Regions from separate parts of the Mus musculus genome. Here region 2 is linked to region 1. The links are chromatin contacts, called in public HiChIP or PLAC-seq maps. All regions are on one chromosome and are shown on one strand. Each heading gives the region's core, a stretch centred on a gene start, on an enhancer-like site or on the middle of the called end of the contact. The rest is flanking DNA. Distances are from core to core; before and after follow the strand shown. Region 1 overlaps 4930440I19Rik (RIKEN cDNA 4930440I19 gene). Region 2 overlaps Gm46750 (a long non-coding RNA gene).

Region 1 (6,380 bases), core at 2,285-4,784:
CATACACATACAAGTGTGTACATGTAGATATATGACCTACTGAGTTTGTTTAATGTAGTTGTATGTATATGAGTTCAAGGCTGGTCACTTTGTAGTGTACACCCAACGAGGGAGCCCTTCCCTGAGAAAGGATAATTCTCTCACTGTCTGCATCACTCGTTGCCGTTGCCTATAGCTCTGTGTTTAGGGGTAGGACTCTGTGAGATTTCTTCCTTTTGCATTAGTGTGTCTACAGATGTTGTCACCCTTTGGGTCTTGTTGAGGCAGCCATATTGTTGAGGCTTCCTGAGGGTAGCTTTCTTGTCATTTCTAGCATAGACATAGACTTCCTGATCCTCTGATTTTCACAATCTTACTGTCCTCCTTTTTGTAATGTTCCCCGAGTTCCAGGTGCAGGGTTGTGTTGTAGATATATCTGCTGGGGTTGGGATCTCCAGGGTCCGTTAGTCTCTTCCTTTTGACCTATTGTGGTTTTCTGCAAGGGTTTCAGTTTGCTCTAAATAGAAGTTTCTCTGATGGTGGGAGAGAGCTGCATGTCAGATGGTTGGAGTGACATGTGCTCATGTTTGAATGTTTTATTTTGTTCCATGCCTGCTTTTGTGTCAGTACCATATTGTCTTTATTACTATAGCTCTGTATGCTAAGTTTTAAAATCTGGAATGGTAATTCATTTAGTATTTTACTTTTTAACTAAGATTGTTCGGTTATCCAAGGCCTTTTCTAGATGCACATTTTAGGATTTTTTTTTCTATAAGAAACTTTTCGAAGTGTTGAAGATAGGGTTTATCACAGAGTAAGGCAGAGTATTCTCAGGGGTAAGCATGGGCAAGGGACAGAGAGGCCATTGTGCCAACATACATTTTAGGTAGCCTTTATACCACCACTGGACTTCTTTTAGACTTTTAAAACGTATTTCATATTTATGTACAATGTATTTTGATGCCCTCTACCTATTACTCAATGGTCCAATTCATCCTTTTCTTGGACTATTTCCATGACATTCTCCTCCCAACTTCCTCTCTCTCTCTCTCTCTCTCTCTCTCTCTCTCTCTCTCTCTCTCTCTCTAACTTTTAATAACTTACTGAGTTCAATTAGGATATATTCATATGGTGTGTGGTCACTCATTGGTATGCGATTGACCTACTAGGGGATACGTCCTTGAAGAAAATTGTTTCTCTTTCTCTCAGCAACTATCAGTTGCCAATAACTCCTCAAATGCCTTTATGAGATTCTCCTCATCCATGCTGGGGTTTAAGGTAAGTATCTGGTTTTCTCTGGCCGTCTTCTCATATAGGTCCTGGGCAGGTAACTACAGCTGTTGCGAGTTTGCGGAGGCAATACCTTTCTTGTCATTTAGAGCAGAAGCTATCTCTCAGGAATCCTCCCTTACAACTGGCTCTTATAATCTTCTTCCTCCTTTTTATTTGCAGTGTTCTCTGAGCTCTCAGGAGCTCACATGGCTGTCATTTACATGTTGGTTGCTAATGACACCAAAGAGGAGTAAAATATATCTTTCTTCTAGCTTGTTCATGTAAAAAGAATGCACTAAATGTTTTATATAGTTTAGACCTTGGGCATCTTTCAAGGCCTATATATTAAAACTTGGTCTCTAGCCTGTGGCGACACTGGGAGGTGAAGCAGCTGTTAGAAGACATGGCTTCCTGGAAGGAAGTTTGATGAGTGGAGAATGCGCTTGGGTGAGATGGTGAGATGCCATTCTTTTCCTCCCTGCCACAGGCTTTCTTTCAGAATGTCTACCCAACCAAGGCAATCCAGCCAGAAAACCATGAAAAGAAAATCTTTGAAACTGTGAACCCAAACATCCCCCTTCTTTATAAGTTGATTATTGTAGCAAATTTGTCATGCTGATAGAATGTTGCTTTAAATAAGCCAATGCAGTTTCCCTTTTTGTCATCAGAAATGAAGATCATTTTACTGTTTTTTTTTTTTTCTAGTAAGAAAAGTTCTTAGCTATACTAGTATATCTGGGGTTAGGTGATGGTTAATGAGGTGATGGTTAACTATACTTGATTAACCTATCAATTAAAGCACTCTAAAAATGATGAATAACCAAGCTGCAAAGAAAGAGAGGCAGATGGAAGCACTGGGGACTTGCCTTTGAGACTTTGTGCCTTGTGCCTTTCTGACCTATTGCTTTCCTTGTTTGATATATCTATCAATTATTCATTTGTTTGGTTTCAGCTTCCCACTGAATAGGATCACCTCATTCTGCTGCTGCTTTGGTGTCTCTGTACAGTGTGTGGCCTCTCCTTCCTTTGCACATAATGTGTAAATAAGCCTGGGGCTTGGAAACCCCCTTTAGTAGGCAGACACCTCCCCCATGCTACGCTTTCCAATTGAATTTGGTTTAATTTTAGAATAAAAACGTATCTGCACTAATCAAATTTAGTAATTTATTTAAAATATGAAATGTGTATGTTCAAACTAGGTCATTACAGTCAATGACATCACCAGTTTTTGGTTTGTTTGCCTTTGGTGCTTGGGATTGAACCCCTAGGCTTTCTGCATCCTAAGCATCCAGTCTATCTCTGAGCCACATCACTGGCCCCATTTCATCAATTTAAAAATAGTCTTCCACAGCTATTCATTCACTGCTTTTTGTGTTTCTAAGCATTGAGCTAAGGCTACTCCCTTTGAGTTATAATACAGATCTCCTGTAATTTGGGCAATTTTATTCATTCATCAGGATTAAAGACAATTTTCTAATTATGAAATAAACAGTGCTTTGAAACATAGCAGACACAAAGGGCTATATTAATACCATAGCTGTGTGGTATGTCTAAACATTTTTATGACAGAAAGCACATATCTGTATTTTATGTAAGGAAGCAGTAAGCAGACCTGTTATTAAGCAGATGCAATTTGCTAATTTTCACTCTGAGGAGACGCCTTTCATAACACTCACGCCTAACATATATTTACCTTGGGTTCATTAGAAAGAAGAGCAGAAGTGCTCAAACTGACAGCCTGCGTTCCAGTGTTCTAATGAGTGGCCTTGGTGAATGGCCTCTCAAGCCACGAGCCACTTCCTGCTACATTTTTTTTTTCTTTTTTTGGATTGAAGCCTATCAGTTTGTGGAAATTGGCAGACCTGCCCGAAACGAGGGTTTTGAAGGCATTTTTTTTTTTTCAGGAGCAAAACCTAAAATTCTGATGGGAAACCCGAGAGGATTATAGTTAGTAATGCTAGGAAATAGCAGTGTTTGAATTGGATTAATGGTTGACAGAATGAGAAAGCTATCGGTCGGACAAATTACCATGTGGGAGGAAGTAGGAGGGGATGAGTCACTGGAATTTTACTTTCATAGTAGGCAGATTAGCTGAGGTAGAAAAAGTGTTACATATATGTAAGACCTTCTTAGATTTCTAATATGAAAGGCATAAGACAAGAGACTATAGAGTGCTTAGCCCCAAATGGGGCGCATATTTCCTTGTGGAAGAGAGGTGGGCAGAGTTTAAGAACCACAGAGGGCGGACCGCAACAGGAAAACCGGGTTTCCGGACCATCCAGGGCAGTCGCCCCTATGAACTATGGCGATCGTAAGAACATGCAGGAGACCTGTGCGAGCTCCCACCATGGAAAAGGGATGGAGCACGAGGAGTCATGCCGAGCTGAGGAGCTGGGGGCAAGAGAAAGCCCCGGGAAGAGGGGGAGTCAAGTGTTTTTAAGGATACAGTTCCTGATAGGTTGATTATAACCCTGTGGGTAGCCAAACATCCAAGAGTGTATGGATGTAAAACTGGAGTTATAAAAAACAAGAGTATACAATGTTTGAAGGGTTTGGAAGGGTATGGAAGGGAAGGTGAATATCATCAAAATATAATATATAAAATTCTCAGAGAATTAAAAGTAGATATTTATAGCTGTTTTAGTACAGTACCGAGATACAAGAAATCTCTGTTGAGTCAATGTGGGAATAACAATCCTCAGACGGAAAGAGATGGTTATCTTCATCTCGACACAGACAGCTATGAATTGTATAGAAAAGAAACCACTCCTGAAATAAATTGCTTAAAACAGAAAAGAAAATGACTTATTTGGATCCTCTTATAACCAATACTGCCAGGGCTTGGTTTCAAATGTATGGCACAATGTAGTGGCAAGTTGACTAAAGATACACATACGTTCATTTTATAATGATTTAAACGAAATTTCTGCATTTAAGATTTTTTTGTTCCATATTTTTTGTTGTTTAGAACACAGCCTCGAAGGGAAGGGCCATATTTGTGGGCCTGTCTAACAATTAAGAGTGACCACATGGAATGGGGGATGAAAGGGTTAAAGAAGAACAAATATTGAACACAGCTTTTCTATGAACAAACTGCAGGCAGCTGCTGCTTTGCAAGGTAAGCAAGGCTGCGCCCTGTGTCTCATAGCACTTACGGAAGACAGCTAAAAGGATGGAGAAGATCATGGAGGCAGTGTGTGTGTGTGTGTGTGTGTGTGTGTGACAGAGAAAGAGTGAGAATGTGTGTGTGTGTGAGAGAATGTATGTGTTTGTGTGTGTGAGTTTGTGTGAGTGTGTATGAGAGAGAAAGAATGAGAGAATGTGTGTGTGTGTGTGTGTGTGTGTGTGTGCGCGAGAGAAAGAATGTATGTTTGTGTGTATGAATGTGTGTGTGAGTTTGTCTGTGTGTGTAGAAAGAGAGAACTGTGAGTGGGCTGGAGATTCCTGGGGAATATTCTCACAGGTATTTCCTCTGGCTGATAGTCTCTGTGTTTACATTCTTGAGACAGTGTAAACAACAAACTCCATGTTGCAGAAAAGAGAGCAACACAGTTTAACTTTTATAGCGCAGAGTTGCACAGTGTGGTGGAGTACACCCCTGATCCTAGCAGCAAGAAGGCCAAAGTGAGAGGATAACTTTCCAGCTTGGGCTACATGAGATCCTGTCTCACCCTCCCTTGCTTTTCTCCCCTGAAAGAACGTGGCTCAGAAGACAAACACATCCTTTAAGCCCAGAAACCATCAGGCAGAAATTAGCTTTATAGTTAAACCAAAGTGAAAGAGACGGGGGAAAAGAAGATGCATTCCTCTTATCGAGAGCTGTGGGCCCGTGTACCAGAGGTTTTCCATGGAGCTCTCTGGCCCGGCCTGGTGTGAGGGTTCTCTGCTGTCTGCTTACTCGACTTGGTTATTCCATGCCACCCTGCACTGAGTCGGTTTGGGCTGGGCCCAGGAGAGGCCTACTAACCAGTGAGGAGTGTGGTTGAGTTTCAGGCGTTTGGGGAGAGCAGACCTCTTCCCAAGTGTTTCAGCTCTTAGGACAGAAGGCTCAGACAACAGAGTGGTTCTCGCACACCTTTGATCTTTCTGGATAGGATTCTTATATACAGTTTTGGGGTGGGTAAGGGTATGACAACAAGTACTTCTCATTGGTTTGGTCTGAGAGCTGTGGGGAAACCTTATTTGCATGTGGGAGGGCTTGATGTTGCTCCTACGGTGACTGATGGCCATATACCTCTGGTGTGTGTGTGTGTGTGGGGGGGGGGCTGTAGCTGCAACAGGAACTGGGATGGGGAGGAGCCCAGGAGGCATGGCTGAAAACCTTCTGTCCCATGTAGGTGGAAATTACTGCCTACCAGGTCACTGGAGTTCTAGACCTTTGGTCAATAGGGGACCAGGCTATGTATGTACACAGCCCACTGCCCCAGTTTTAGCTGAAAACAGGAACCTTTATCCCTAGAAGAAAGAAATCAGATAGGAACTGGGGATGAGGTATATCAAGGCCGGACCAATCACTCTTTTGTGTGTGAGCTAATAGATGGCTTTTTCTTCAAGTGTCACCAGAATCAGAAAAGGTGGTCTAGGGAGAAGGACCAGTTTGTTCATTAATGTCCCATGTATCTCTATATGAAAAAGCTTTCAAGGGCAGAAGCTCTGTGTATATTTGTTACCCTTCAGGGCCACAAATAACGGCTGAAGAAATAGATTTCGGATAAAATGATACTCTAAAAGGAAAGTGCCATCATTTTGGCAATGCAGTACTGCTCTTACTGTAGAGAGACTGTGCTTGAGAGACACACACTCATGGTCTTTCACTCTCTCTTCATTCATCGAGGGGAACTTCTTGGCTGCCATTTCTGGATGTCAAGGCTGCAGATACACTGGTCAGGACCCTGGGTAGAGAGAGATGCGTCAGAATGCGGCTCCTTTCAGAAAGGCTTCTCCGGAGGTCAGCACTCGGGCAAAAGGCTGTGTGTGATGTGTTTGGGAACACAAAGGTGAACAATTTATGGGATATATTATTTTCAAGTCATGAGTCTTAAGAGAAAGTTTTATTCACAAAAGATTATACAAAAAGGAAAACCCTCTTGAATATGCGTTTTATTTCTGGCTTCTTTTTTTTCTGTCTC
Region 2 (6,380 bases), core at 1,695-4,194, 330 kb after region 1:
GAAAACCCCAACACCCCTTTGGTATACAAGGAACAGTGGGCAGAGAGTTTGTGCGTTTAATATAGTCACAAACCCATTATCTATAGGTGAGAATTCCTTTCCTTTCAGTTTCCAATTCTTTCTGATTCGTGTAGTTCCTAATTTCATGGCTACTTCCGCTCTGCCAAACACGTTTAATCTAATCTGATAATAGTAACCTTATTCCTATTACAGTTGTATATCTGAATAGATTGTTGCATGGGAATGCCCTGTAGGAATTGAATTATACTCCCTAAAACCTCATATTCACAACCCTGGCTCCTACTGCTCTGCATATGTATTGGGAAAGGTCTCTGTAGAAGCAGTTGAGGTAAAGGGCAGACTTCGGAAAGAGTGGGAGGAAGCTCTTGCTGTGATATGAATAAAGACCCAATTAAAGGGATTTGGATGTAAAGAGGCATTCTCATGCAGTGAACCCACATGAAGATAAAGGTGGAACTTACCAGTGTGGTTCTACAGACTGAGAGCATTAGCAAGCCACCATGACCCAGAAAGGCATAAATAAATTCTATTTCCACCATTTAAAGAAGACAATTCTAAGAACTTGCTCTAATACCTCAAACATCCAGAACCATGGAAAATGAACCCCTGGAGTCTAAATCATAAGTCTGAGTTTGTGGTGCTTTTTAACTATGCAGTGTTTGCCTCTCAGTTTCACCTCTAACATCTACCTGACTGGCTGTCTGATCTGGGGTTCTCATGTCTTCATGCTGATAAGAGTCCAGGCAATCTTTGGATGGCCTTCCCTTCAGTCTCTGCTTCACACTTTGTCTCCATATTATATACAGCCACTAAACCCAGACATTATTGTGGATGCTAGAAAGTGCTTGCTGATGGAAGCCTGATATGGCTGCCTCCTTAGAGACTCTGCCAGAGCCTGACAAATAAAGAGGCAGATGCTTGCAGCCAACCATTGGACTGAGCACAGGGGTCCCAGATGGAGGAGTTGGGTTAGGGACTGGAGGGAGCAACAGTGTCAACAGGCCAGAACTCCCCAGAGCTCTCCAGAGCTCCTGGGTACTAGATCACCAACCAAAGAGTACACATGGAGAGACCCATGGCGCTGGCCACATATGTGGTACAGGATGGCCTTGTTGGACATCAGTGGGAGGAGAGACCCTTGGGTCTGAGGGTGTTTGATGCCCCAGTGTAGGGGAATGCCAGTGTGGGAAGACTGCAGTGGGTGGCTGGGTGGGGAAGCACCCTCATAGAGGGGATGGGATAGTGGATTTCTGAAGGGGAGACCTGGAAAAGGGAAAGCATTTTTAATGTAAACAGAAAATATCCAATAAAAAGAAAACAAACATAGACAAAACAAAAACAAAAACAAAACAAAACAAAACAAGACAAAACAAGACAAGCAATCCAGGAAAGCCAGACACTGAAGCCTGTGCTCTCTGCATGCCTCCAGCTGCTTTAATTCATGTGGTCTCAGTGTGGACTCAATGTTTGTAAGTTCTTGGTGTTTTGTTCAAAGAATTGAAAAAGCACATAAATTACAAAGCAGCTGCAGAGGTTTTCATTTGCTTGTTCTCTCTCTCTCTCTCTCTCTCTCTCTCTCTCTCTCTCTCTCTCTCTCTCTCTGTGTGTGTGTGTGTGTGTGTGTGTGTGTGTGTGTGTGTGTGTGTGTATTTTTTTAAAAGCAAAGTCAAGATGCTCTAAAGAACATTCAAAGGCTACCTGAGTTAGAACTTTCAAGAGCACTGACTTACTGTGTGTTGCCTCTTTGTATGGGTCCAAAAGTAGGACTTGTTTGCTAACTAAGGCTGAGACGTGGGTGTTTTCCTGTTTCGGTGATAGTCTTGAGATAGATAGCCTTTCTTTTCTGTATATGTACTTTCCCACAATGCACTTGATTTTATTTCATGTCCACACTCAGTCATGCACAGGAATAAGACTTTAAATAGGATATTCCCTTGAAAGTTTATTCTGAGGCTACCGTTTGCCTTATTGCACATACACTTAAAACCAGTCCAGTCTGGCTTGGCTTACTCCCCTCTTTTCTGGATATATTCTAAGGTGTATATGGTCACAGAGGGGAAGTTATTTAGGGTTGCAAGGTAGTCAGAGGTTGAAGTGACCTGATTGCTTCCTTTGGAGAGGGATGCACATACAGCTCGATGCAGGGGAGGTCCTAGGTTGCTATGTGCTTCCTTGGAGAATGCAAATGTGTGAAGCACAAGTCACGTGGGGCCATTCATTGCTAAGCTATCTCTGTGCTTCTCTGCCTCATTTTGACTTTTTAATCTTGCCTTGACTCTGTGACATAGAGCTAGGCCCCTGTACATTGCCACCTCCTTTCACCCCTGGGATATCAGTTGACCTGATTATCCACTTTAACATTTAATAAGCACACAGATGACAGAGCTATGAAAAAAATGAAATGTTAGTTGCCCTGTAGGAAGCAATATGCTATGTCTTTTATTTAAAAACACTAAAAGTTAATGTGAGAAAGAATATAAATTAATTTTAAAATAGTATTTACTGAGGCAGGTCTTGTCTCTAGAAAAAATTAACATGCCTAGATATTAATGAGAATTTTTTTAAATTATATAACTAGTTTTTATAAGATCATGTATATATCCTGACTATCGTTGAATTTGTATTTATTCTGATATTTTAAATTCAATATTTTATTCTAATTCATCCTTATAGGCATCATTATTTCCTGGATATCATTATAAAAGTCTTGTTTATTTATGTTGATATTTTAAATTAAATGTTTTTTCTCTTTCTTTTTTTGTAGATTATGTTTGTCATTCTATGTTTGTCTTCTTACAATGTGGAAAAATTAAACAGAATAAGGAGTGGATGAGCGGGGGTGGGGGGACGGGGATCTCCTGTGCCCAGATGTTCATGAGTCATTTTATAGCTGTTTCCCTAGAGGCTGCGAGGCGTGTAAAAGAGTATTTGCACAAGAAAGGATGTAAGCTGCAGAAGCCATAAGCTATTTGCTGTCTACCAATCTAAGAACCTAAGAAAACCTATGGAATTTCCTCACTATAAAAATAAAGCTAAGTATTCTCTGTATAATTTCAAATATCTACATGAAAACCAAAAATATTTAATTGCCATGTCTAAACTCTAGGATTCTAAAAATTTCTTAGTTTTGTTTTGTTTACATTAAGTTAATTATGTATGCTGTCATACTCACCAGAGCACATGTCACATGGATGGAGGTCAGAGGTAATCTTGAAAAAGTTAGTTTTCTCCTACCATGTTCTGGAGATCAAACCTGGGCTGTCAGGCTTGGTGGCAAGAGATTTTAATGGTGAACCATCTCAACAGCCCCAAGAACCATTCTTTTTTTCAAGAGAAAAGATTTATTAACTTTTGTCTTAGTGGCTGGATGTTCTGCCTGCTTATATGTCTGTGTGCCACAGGCACCCATGGCCTTCTAAGGCTAGAAGAGGGCATCTGAGCCTTTGAAACTGGAATTGCAGGAAGTTGTTAACATTATCAATGGGTGCTGATAATTGAACATAGGTCCTCTAGGAGAACAGCAAGTGCTCTTAACCACTGGGCCATCCGTCTCTCCAAACCCCATCCACAATAAATGCTGAGAGTGTATTGCTGCTGCCGCCTCCTTAGTTAGGTCTCTCAGGAGAGAATACAACTCTTTTCCACCTGTGGAAGAGTCAATCACCAAAGAATTGAATTGGTGGAATCAGAAAAGATGTGTAAATAATAAGCATTCCGATTCGCAAGTGGATGTGTCCCAAGTAAAAGAAGCTACAAGTTACTTTTCACAGAATGGAATGGATCTTGGGAGAATTAGCAGAGTAGTCTGTTGAGTGGAGCTGTCTTCCAGGTGACTTTAGGCTTACATCTGTGAAGGGCTATCTATTTAGTCGATTCACGTGATAACATCACTGTTATTTTCCTGAAGAAAAAAAAAAAAGTCCTACTTTTTTCTTCAACGATTCGGTCTTTACTGCTCATATATCAGTCATACAAATGGCATCCATGATCTCTTCTGTTGCTCCTGAGCTAATATACAAGCTCATCGCTCTTCACTGTTCTCATAATTTCCTAACAGTCTTGGTCAGAATAAATGGATCTTTTATTTTCAAATATGAGTATATGCATGGGTATGTATACCACTGTATGCTTGCTTGTATTTATTTATTTATTTATTTATTTATTTATTTATTTATTTATTTATGAGATGCCCAATGGCATACCAGCCTTGACTGAAATTGACTTAATCACTGACATTTCAGAGATACACACTGAACATTGCATGTTTGCCTAATCCATTTTGAGGTGCATCTATCACTTGCAACTGGAAGGAATCTGGACTAATACAATCTCTCTTGACCCCCTTGGGCCACCTTGTGCATTCTACTTGGAAAATAATTGCTTTAGAAATGTGGACAGACACATTATGGGAGTTAAAACTCACTTAGGTTGGGATGTAATTCTCCAACCAATCCATCATGTCACTCAGGATCTATTAATCCTTGTCCTGTAGAATCAGAGTAACACTGCTGCTCCCGTTAAGAAATATGACCCCTGTTGCCTGTAGAATTTCAATCGAATTTTTATGCACACAAGTCTTAGCACATAAAAGTGGCATGAATCAGACCAAAACATACTTCTTCCAATTAAAAGGTGTGAAAAGAGCAAAGAGAAATGGTCTTTTCTATTTACCCAACTTAGCAGCTGGCCAGTTCATTAGCGAGTCCTGAAATGCACATAGGTCATAGGCTTTCGAAGTGTGAAGACTCCTTTATAACGAAATCTCAGAAAGGCAACCTTTAAGTCAAAAGTACTATTCCCCAATGAGGTTTATTAATTGAATCATTTGTTTACAAAAGGTGAACGTGGCTCTAAGTGACAGAACTGTTTGCACAGTGGCACCAATATTAGGAAAGCTTATGTGTAATGCATTAGTAATGTAGAGAATGATGCAGCCCAAGTTGGGGTTATTTGTTTAGCACATTAAAATCCAGTTATTTCAACAGCTCCTGAGCGTGAATTGAATTAGCTTATTAAAGTTAAAAATAGTCTCTCAAATATTGCTAATGAATGCCATGAAGTCATTTATTTACCACCATCTCTGGATTTATGAGAGACTTAATGTTGATCATCATTTGGATAGTAGAAATAGTTGTTATTATTGTTTTTTTTTTTTAAGTGATTTTAGGAGGAAATTCAGCCACCATTTAAGTGTCTGTGTTATTTTTCATTCAGTGCTAAATTTTACTAGACATGGTGTTTAAAGCAAGGATATATCTAATACTACCAGAAAATACTATCTCTTTTTAAAGCCATAGCTCACTGTAAAGAATGTTGTGGGAGAAATCAATATTCTCATTAAAATTATACCTTTTAAAAGATTTTATTTTGTCTGATAGTAACTCACTACTGGAGTTGAAGTTTGTGCTGGACTAAGCCAGTTTTCAAGTTGAATTAAAAGTTTATGCATTTTGAATGATTTAGATAAATGAGAACAGTTTTCTCTATGTTCAGAGATGGGTAATTACCAACTAAAAGATTCTCCTAACCTTTGTAGGTTTCAGACATAGTTAAAAGATATCATCTTCTTTAGGGAATCCCTTTGGCAACCTTTATATGTAAGATGTGGTCATTTGACCATCTTATAATGGGCTATCCACGAAAAGACTGTACTAAAGTATGCAGGCTTGCCTTAGCCAAGACCCTCTTTCTCTAGTGAGGATCTACATGGCGTAGGGCCCAGATCACCCAAAGGTAAAGAACTGAACTCACACCTTGAATGATAGAGGAGAGGAGAGTTGCTAGATAGTTATAACCATCTTGGATTCTTTTCTTGAATAAGAAATCATATGTGGCTGCTCTTCAAGAGAATGTTGGTTCAAGGACCCAGAACCCACATGGCGGATCACAACTCTCTGTAACTCCAAGCCCAGGGGATCTGACTCCCCCTTCTTCTAGCATCCTAAGGCACTTGATGTAACTAGTACACAGATGTACTTGCTGACAAAACAACCACACACACAAATTTTAAAAATAAAGGAAAAATGTGAGATATATGTATTAATGTATTGAATTAATAAATTATATTTTTTAAAACAAGCTATTTTAATCCATCTAGATATGACCCAAATCAGCAGATAAAATTTTAACATATCAAATACATGTAGTTTACTGATGAACCATACGAAGATACTAATTATAGAGATACATTTTTATCCATTCTTGCATATTTTTGCTCTTTGGTGGGGAGTGAGGGTCACTAGGTAATTAATGGATGCAATATAGTTTCCATGGAAGTAGAACCTAGCTGGAATGGGATGGTCAGAAGTCTTCTCCAAGTAGGTTAAAAGTATGGGTTTGAACACTTATTACTGGGGGGG

What was found. HiChIP or PLAC-seq counts read pairs in DNA pulled down with a chosen protein or histone mark.
Region 2: a FOXA1 HiChIP or PLAC-seq map of pancreatic cancer cells shows a contact between it and region 1. The contact joins two enhancer-like sites. A contact is called at or near these places in 6 of 484 Hi-C or Micro-C datasets (Sertoli cells, bone marrow-derived macrophages, cortical neurons and 2 more) and 1 of 115 datasets of contacts at active chromatin or transcription factors (pancreatic cancer cells).

The regions. Positions count from the first base shown.
Region 1 is chr2:78,056,932-78,063,311 of GRCm38.p6, forward strand. 4930440I19Rik (RIKEN cDNA 4930440I19 gene) reads left to right here. Exons shown (of 7, transcript NR_108098.1): 2 at 4,220-4,369. Among named protein-coding and RNA genes, the nearest start is that of Gm52519, 8.1 kb to the left of the region's middle. Within about 2 kb of position 3,535, at least 36 of the 459 cell types and tissues checked have an H3K27ac peak or open chromatin away from gene starts, as enhancers often do. A contact at or near this core is called in pancreatic cancer cells, where this site is marked.
Region 2 is chr2:78,390,382-78,396,761 of GRCm38.p6, forward strand. All of the region lies in intron 1 of Gm46750 (a long non-coding RNA gene), which reads left to right. Among named protein-coding and RNA genes, the nearest start is that of Gm46750, 5.7 kb to the left of the region's middle. Within about 2 kb of position 2,945, at least 5 of the 459 cell types and tissues checked have an H3K27ac peak or open chromatin away from gene starts, as enhancers often do. A contact at or near this core is called in pancreatic cancer cells, where this site is marked.